Regions from separate parts of the Mus musculus genome. Here region 1 is linked to region 2. The links are chromatin contacts, called in public Hi-C maps. All regions are on one chromosome and are shown on one strand. Each heading gives the region's core, a stretch centred on a gene start, on an enhancer-like site or on the middle of the called end of the contact. The rest is flanking DNA. Distances are from core to core; before and after follow the strand shown. Region 1 overlaps Arap1 (ArfGAP with RhoGAP domain, ankyrin repeat and PH domain 1). Region 2 has its middle 47 kb from the start of Fchsd2.

What was found. A called contact is a pair of places that touch in the nucleus more often than the background predicts.
Region 1: a Hi-C map of cerebral cortex shows a contact between it and region 2, with 12 times the contacts expected there. The contact joins two enhancer-like sites. A contact is called at or near these places in 15 of 39 promoter capture datasets (3T3-L1-derived adipocytes, the C10 cell line, cranial neural crest and 9 more), 4 of 15 datasets of contacts at CTCF or cohesin (embryonic stem cells, hippocampal excitatory neurons, large pre-B cells and 1 more), 41 of 484 Hi-C or Micro-C datasets (CD4 T cells, ECoMG-derived neutrophils, the G1E-ER4 cell line and 20 more), 10 of 115 datasets of contacts at active chromatin or transcription factors (acute myeloid leukemia, embryonic basal ganglia, embryonic stem cells and 5 more) and 3 of 9 other capture datasets (embryonic stem cells, liver and pancreatic islet).

The regions. Positions count from the first base shown.
Region 1 is chr7:101,412,005-101,416,104 of GRCm38.p6, forward strand. It overlaps Arap1 (ArfGAP with RhoGAP domain, ankyrin repeat and PH domain 1), which reads left to right. Exons shown (of 34, transcript NM_001040111.1): 34 at 1-582. Among named protein-coding and RNA genes, the nearest start is that of Pde2a, 37 kb to the right of the region's middle. Within about 2 kb of position 2,442, at least 56 of the 459 cell types and tissues checked have an H3K27ac peak or open chromatin away from gene starts, as enhancers often do. A contact at or near this core is called in the G1E-ER4 cell line, cerebral cortex and cortical neurons, where this site is marked.
Region 2 is chr7:101,059,718-101,063,704 of GRCm38.p6, forward strand. It overlaps the pseudogene Gm5735. Among named protein-coding and RNA genes, the nearest start is that of Fchsd2, 47 kb to the right of the region's middle. Within about 2 kb of position 2,639, at least 81 of the 459 cell types and tissues checked have an H3K27ac peak or open chromatin away from gene starts, as enhancers often do. A contact at or near this core is called in the G1E-ER4 cell line, cerebral cortex and cortical neurons, where this site is marked.

The sequences.
Region 1 (4,100 bases), core at 1,192-3,691, 350 kb after region 2:
CTACCCTCTGCATGTTTACTGAGCTATTTACCCTCCACTGTCCTGGCAGAGGCCTGGCCTGGCCCTGTACCTACTGTGCCACTGTACAGCCAGGCTATGGAATTTCTGATTCAGGACAAGGCAGACCCCAGCTAGTCTGAGTCCCGGTCCCTGCAACCATCTGAGCTGGGGCCTAGATCTGTGTTAGTGACCCCGGCACAGCTACTCAGAGCCTCGTGCTGGAGACACGAGGCCACAGTGCATACCACAAGCTTTGGAGGACTGTGAAGGGGGCTTTACCCTGGGCACTATGCGTGTGCTTCCAGAGTGGAGTCTGCCTCTCACATCACAGGGCATCGCCTTCAGAGGGAAGTGCTGACCTACAGAGGTCACCAGCTACTCAAAGACAGACTGGAGACTTCTGGGAAAGTGCTAAGCTTCTGCCTTCTCTGGAGTCTCATTGCCACCCTATCTCAAAGGCTTAGTGAGCAGACTTGCTGGTGTCCTGTCCTTAGCCTCGAAAGGGGCAGAGCAGAGCTGGATAAGACTGGGGTACCTGTGCCATCTGTGACCCCCCCATCACCTATAAAGCTCTGAACCCCGGCTGTGCCTTCCTGTCAGTTCTTGATGCCACAGGTCCTAGCCATAGGCCTGGCACCTCAGTCCTGGCTTACCAAGTAGGTGGCCCCAGTGGGGACCTGGATGTACACCTGGACATGTGTCCTGGGTGTTTGCCAGGAGACAGCACACGATCCTTGAGCTCTACTAACCTGTTGCACAAGCTACGGTCCCCATCCCTTTGTCCTATCTTCAGGGAGCTGCTCCAAGCCAAATTATCATGTCCTCCAGGCAGGACATGGCTAGAGGGCTTATGTGCCCAAGAGCTGCTTCCTCCCTGAACTTGATCTACTGTCCACCAACCCCAGAGACCAAGGAAGAGGGTACAACTAGAGGTGCCCTCTGCTGGTCTGGCACTGTCATTACTCTGGTTTAGGGATTAGCCAGAGGGGAGCTGCATTTGGCCACTAGGGGGCAGTCATGGACCACTCATAGTTGCAAATTTTGAGCAGGGTCTGTGTAACACCTCCTAACCCTCCCTACACCTGCAACACTTCCTCCCTCCCTCCTCTCCTTCCCCTCCCAGTGATATTCCTGGATCTGGCTTTGTTCTTCTGCCAGCTGGACCACTCAGCCCTGCCTCTGGCCAGCAACTAGTGATGTGTTGTAAGACAGCACAGTAGAGGTGCTTTGCTTTGATCTCCTGGGCTCTAGGACATGAGAGGAGCCCTTCGCCCAATGCCTACAGAATGCAAACCTAAGCCTGAGCCTCTGCTCTCAGCTTTCCCTGCCTGACATTAGAGTCTCCTCAGCTTTCCTCCTGCTCTTAGCCTGTTCTCCCCTTTTGTGAGCGCTCCCCGTAGCCAGCACTATGTGACACTGTAGAGTGCTTTCCCTTGGCGTGAGGTCACATCCCTGCAGGATTGAGACTCAACCTTCGTGAAAAATACCTGTGACTACAGTGTTGGGGGGGGGGGGCAGAGCAGAAGGTTCTGTTGTCTCAAGGATTCCTAATACTGGAGCCAGTGCCAGAAGGGAGGGATGCACTTGGTACTTTAGGTTGCTTGGGATGGGAGGAGCCCAGAGTTAGGGGTGGGAGCCTGAAGGAGGAAGGACTTCCTGGAGGAGTGTGGTTGGGGGTGGGATTGGATGTTGGGGAGGAGAATAGGGAGGGAACTCTGAGAGAAAAGGCTGTAGTAGGGCACAGCCTGGGCACCGAGCATTGCTGGTGGAGTGTTGGGGAAAAGTGGGCAGGGTAGGATATGGGGCAGAAGAGGGCTGGGGTATCTGCCTTTCTCTCTTCTGGCTCCTTCATTTCAACCCTCCCACTCTGCATGATATCCAGCAGTGAGGACCCAGGAACCCTTGGCTCCAGGGAGCTCTGGGTACACAGGCTGTAGTGAGACAGGTGGGGGTAAAGCTGGACCCTGCTACCTCCGTACTAACCCTGGGGCTGGAGGGGGCATGGAACCTCTTTCCTACCCCCTGGCTCTTATTGCTGCCTGCCCACAGTTCTGTTTTGGAAAGCATAGATGGGTAGGCAGATATCCTTTATAGTCCACGTGGCTTTGACAGTTACTTAGATCTCTGATCGTCTGTGTGCTCTCTGTCCTTTGGAGCTAAGCTGCATCCCGATAGCCTCCTGGGAACACTGAATGAGCAGGCGCAGGTAAGTGTGAAGTGCCAGCCGTGCCCCTTGCTAGTCTTCCTAGATATATCCGCAGTGACATCTTTGTGACATACAGGAGAAGAGCTTGAGAGGTTCAGCCAGCACTTAGTGACTACTTCCTGTGTTCAGCCCTCACTCACCAAGCACTTGTTGAATACCTGCTGTGTGCAGAGCTTTTGCCGCACACGTGGGGCAGATGAGTAAGTGGTGTGGGGGAGGAGGAAACCCTTGAGGAGAGAGGATGCTGCTCAGAGGGATTCATGAAGGGCTCATGTCCTGAAGCCTGGAGGGTAGGGGATGCTGAAGAGAGACAGACAAATGTAGATGGCCTGAAGTAAGGACCTGTTGTAGCTGGATCTTAACACCCATGCAACCCCAGGGCCTCACACCCTCAGCACCAGACACCCTAAGGCCTCCCCTCCACACCCTAGCTGTCAGGTCTTAGCTCTACTGGCTACCTAGGAGACACGACTACATCCCTGTCTAATGGGCCCTTTAGGATCTTGTCCCTACCAGAAAACAGCATCTTTTCTACTACTTAAGTACTTAGTGACCTGAATGACCCAGATCCTACTCTCAGACTGTGTGACTGTTTCTGTCTCACTGACACACATGCATGCACGTGCGCACCCACACCCACACAGAGCTGGTCAGAATCTCCCTGCCTCTCCTGTCAGGGAATGCCTTTGGATTCTTGTTCCCAGTGTCCATGTTCTATGAAAACATGGGGAGGATTTGTACCCAGCTAACCAACCAGGGGGATGGCTCCTTGAAGAGCTCACTGGCCCTGGCATGTGCCCTCCTCTATGCTACTTTCAGCCTGTGGAAATTTCCACACTTCCTCTGCCCTGGTTACAGCTCCTACTGCTGTATTTATCACCCTGGAGACACAGTGACACAGGCCACAGGCACACACTCATGCTCTGCACACACGTGCCTGCACACCTCAGCTTGCACTGCCATAACTCAAGTGCATCACACACACACACACACACACACACACACAGAGCACGTGGAGGAGGGACATCCACACACAAAGAGCTCTCTAGGAAAATTGTTCTCCCTCCTGCTGCTGCCCCTCCCCCACCTCCTCCTCCTCTGTTCTGTCCGCCCACCCCCACCCACAGACCAAAGAGCTGGGCCTGAGGACTGTACCTCCCACTCCTTATCAGCTGGGAGGCACTCTGCCTGGTGACTTGAGTGTGCCCTCCCTCTTGCCATTCCGCCCTCCCTCCCCCCTCTGCCACTCCCCTGCAATCTTGACTGTCTTCTATGCATAAGTCCCCTCTTTGTCACTCTTTTGACTCTGAAGTGGAAACTGTCATTCTTCTCTGCTTTGTCTCCCGGAGGTTCAAGTCGAGGAACCCCAAGGATCCAGGCAGAGAGATAGACTAGGAGGGGGTGCCAGGAACCCACATCTCCTCAGCTCCTGTCACCTTCAGCCCTCCTCTTGATGAGGGGAGGGCTGTGTGCCTGGAACCATGGAGACCAGTGAGCGTCATGGCAACACAGTCTGGGTGGGCACAGCCTTCCTCCTCCGGGGTTTGGGGGGGTGCGTAGGAGGAACCCCATGGGCCTGATGGCTGTGGGCCTTGTGCTGGTGCCCAGTGCTGGTCACCGCATCTGCCTGCAACCTGTTCTAGTCCTACCCCTCCTTGACTCACTGCACTGTGGGCTGCAGGACTCGAACGAAGGCTCTGATGCTCCCTGGACACTGCAGGAAAGATACTGCAAACACCAACAGAGCTCAGGGGCTTGCCTAGGGCCCCACAGACTTCATAGTTGGCCACCCATGTCAGTTTACTCAGGGCAGAGAAGTCAGCTCAATGTGAGTTTGGACTCCCTGTGAAACCCCCAACTAGCCCTTTGCCTTGCCAGTGAGGATATGGAATAC
Region 2 (3,987 bases), core at 1,389-3,888:
GCTGCTCTTGCAGAGAACCCAGGTTCTCCTGGCCTCTGAGGGCACCTGCAAGCACATGACATACATACTGAGAAGCAGGTGTGTGCACGCACATAAAATTTATAAAGCTAAATGCCAGTTTAGATGGAGAAATAAAGTAAGCAACTGTTTTCATTTTAAAAGAAGGAAGAGAGCCAGGTGGTGATGGCATACTCCTTTAATCCCAGCACTTGGGAGGCAGAGGCAGGCAGATCTCTGTGAGTTTGAAGCCAGCCTGGTCTACAGAGTGAGTTCCAGGACAGCCAGGGCTACACAGAGAAACCTTGTTTTGAAAACAACAGCAACAAATGGAAAAGGAAGAAGGGGGAGGCAGGGAGAGGAGGGGGGAAGGCGGGGGGGGGGGGCAGGGTGGTGGTGGAAGAGAGGTGTGTGTGTGGGAGTTCTTGGTAAAGTTATTTGATTCTTAGCACAAATACAAAAGTAAAATCAAAGCAGCCACATTTACACTCACAATGCCTTCTCCATGCTTTAAGAATGCTTATGTTTGAGCATCTGTGTGGTGAGGTGTGTTAATCTGGTAGACTTGTATGTGAGAGCATGGGTGCACGTGTCCTTGCACTTGCAGGGAGGCCCGAGGAGAACGCAGAAGAATGTCCTAAGCCTTTCCAGACAGGGTTTCTCACTGATGGGCAAGCCCCAGGGATCCTTTTGCTTCTACCTCCCAGAAGCTAGGGTTATAGGCTAGATATAGATAACTCCAGCTTGAGGGGTTTTTATCAACTTGACACAAGCTGGAGTTATCTGGGAAGAGGAATCTTAGTTGGTAAAATACCTCCATCCTATTGTCTGTAGGCAATTAATGATTGACATGGGATGACCCAGCCCAATGGGGCAGGGCCATTCCTGGGCAAACGGGCATTGGTGGTATAAGAAAGCAGCGAGCAAGCCCCTGCCGAGCAAGCCAGGAAACAACATTTCTTTGTGGTTTCTGCTTTAGTTCCTGCCCCAACTTCCTTCCAATGAAGTGCTGTAAGCTGTAAAAAAAAAGAAACCCTTTCCTTCCCAAGTCGTGGTATTTCATCATAGCAACAGAGACCTATGTTAAAAACAAAACCAAAAAAACTTAGTGATGGAATCTGAACCTAGGTCTTCATGCTTGTCCAGTGTTCTCACACACGGAGTCACCAACGGAGTCTCACGCGGCTCAGGCTGACCTCGAACTTCCAACATAGCTTGTTACAAACTTGGCCTCCTTATCCTCCTTCCTCTACTTGCCTAATGCTGTTACCAGCATTTGCCAACGCACCAAGCTCTCCATGGGTTTCACAGCCTGTTCCTGAACTGAGTACCATTCACTCTTGCAAGACAAAGGTTTAACTCCAAATCCGTGACCTCTACCCTGCAGGTCCCCATCAAAGCATCCCTGATTCTCATCCAGTAGAGTGGTCCTCTACTATTGTGCCTGCGGCCTCTACTATTGCGCCTCCGGCCTGCCTGCATGGAATAGCTTTTTTTTTTTTTTTTAAGTTCTTCACATTTTTATTCTTTGTGCACAAAGACTAGCATGATTGGTTCTGCTTGGTAATCAGTCGAACAATCCATTCAAGGTCGCTTAGTCCAACTTAGTCCTTAGTCATTCGCGTACTGCCGGAAGCACTGGCGGCACAAGTTCAGCCCGTATTTGCGGATCAGACCGTGGCGGTTAGAGCAGACGCGGCAAGAGCGGGAACCCTGGCCGAACTTCCGTGGGTGACTCCAGTAGAGCTGCTGGTGACCCATCTTAGCATTTTTATCCCCAGTGCCCAGCTCATTCCTTCTATCCCCAGAGAGTTCTGAGTGGGATCTCCAGAGGGATTCAAGTCCCATGGATTGGACCCCAGGTGGCGCTGTCTGCCCGTGAAAGAGTCGAGGAAACCCAGAACCCGGAGCCTCTGGTCCCGGCAGCCAGCGATGAAACCTCAAATTCCAATCCTGCTTGTCCTCGCAACATCACCCCATGAAACATCATCCCACGCAACGCATCCATGCCTGGTTTATTCTCATTCTCTCTCTCTCTCTCTCTCTCTCTCTCTCCACCTCCCACTTCCCCAACCCCACTCCACCCGCCAAATGACAACTTTCAGGAGTTGGTTCTTCTTCCATCCTTCGGGTCCTGAGGAGCAAACTCAGGTTGGTTGGCTTTGCAGCAAGTAGCGTTATCCACTGAACCATCCTACCAGAACTCGGCGCCTGGTTTTACATTTCAGCATTTCAAGGCTGGATGCCAGAAGAAGTGGGTAACCCGCAGGCTATCCCAGCTGTTTCCTGGGGGACCTAACTTTCCCAGAAAATGGCATGAATATCGTTATTTCTTTCAGAATGCCACCTAAGTCTTTCTGAGGAGACGCTACTCCCCTATCTGGTACAAACCCTCTTACCTCCCTCCTTGTTGGAAAACATGGCTACGAAGTACAAGGTTCTGATTCTGAATCTAGCCCTGGTGTGCTCATTTCCCCAAGCTTTAGGGACCCTGTGTGTGACACGCAGACTAGCCCCAGCACTCTGGGCTACCAGTCCCCAGAATCTCTGCTGATTGAGAAAGGCAAGAGGTGTGGCCAGTCAGCATCTTGGCTAAGGGCAGGCTGCCCTGGAGTTGCCAGAAGGAAAACATTTTCCGGGAGCCGGAAGGGCTGGCAGAACCCAGGGCCGGGTGGAGAGACCACAATGGACCCTTGTGTGGTGGTTTAGCTTGGACTCACCCGCAGGCCCAGCTTCTAGGGCAGGGTGGGCCCTGTTTTCTGATCTGCAGCCAGACCCAGCTCCTAAACAACCCGCCCTGGGCCCAGACAGGAGCCAGAACTTTGCTTCAAGTCCAGAGGGTGTGAAGCACACAGGCCGGTGTCCAATGGCTTACTCTCCTCTGTCAGCCTTCCTGGAATCCTCCTGGCTAAAAAACTTCACATAAGCTTTGAAGGCCCATCTTCACAACCAGAAAGGCATCCAGCCCTGGGAGGTTTCTCCTTCAGGCCACCTAAGGGAGCTCAGAGCAGACCACGGTGTCCAGCCTGTGGTGACTTTGTTAATTATGCCTGGATTCTAGCCGGGCATGGTGGCACATGCCTTTAATCCCAGCATTTGGGAGGCAGAGGCAGGCGAATTTCTGAGTTTGAGGCTAGCCTGGTCTACAGAGTGAGTTCCAGGACAGCCAGGCTACACAGAGAAACCCTGTTTCCCAAAACCAAAAACCAAAAACCAAAAAAAAAAAAAAAAAAAAAAAAAAAGCCCAGAGTCCATCTTCAAGGCTTAGCTTCTCTACCCCAGGAAGCCTCAGTTTCCCCCTCTGCCAAGAGAGTTGGTAATTCACATCTGAGGGACAGAGATGCTGAGAGGGTATTTGAAGTGTCTGGCCTAGCCTCTGTCTCAGGAAAACACCCACCCAAGCCAGGCCAGACGGCTTGTGGCAGCCTGATGGTACTGTCAGAGATCAGGCCCTGGGCTCTGAATCTCCTCTGAAGCAGCGGACAGGAAGTCCTCCAGAGCACCCTGTGGACTGTACCCAACAATTCCCTTCTCTGAACCTTGAACTAATCATGCTTCAGGACAAAGGTCCTGCCCTTGTAAGCCTCTGAGTTGTTGCTGGGGACCCTAAAATTGCCAGGGTCCCACAGGCTCCTTCATATCAGCCATCACTGATTTAATCACAAAGGAGGTCTGGAGTTGCAGCTCAGCTGACAGAGGGATGAGCTAGCACAAAGCTCTTTAACCAGCACCTTTTAATGTTGGCTATAATGGTCTCAGAAACAAAATGTAAACAAACAAAACTGCCTTAAGTAGGCAATGGTGGCCTGTGCCTTTAAGTCCAGCACTCAGGAGGCAGAGGCACGCAGATTTTTTGAGTTCCGGGTCAGCCTGGTCTACAGAACAAGTACTAGGACACCGGGGATACACAAAAAAGAAACCTTGTTTCAAAAACCCAAAACAACAATCACACACACACACACATGCACACGCACACGCACACGCACTTCC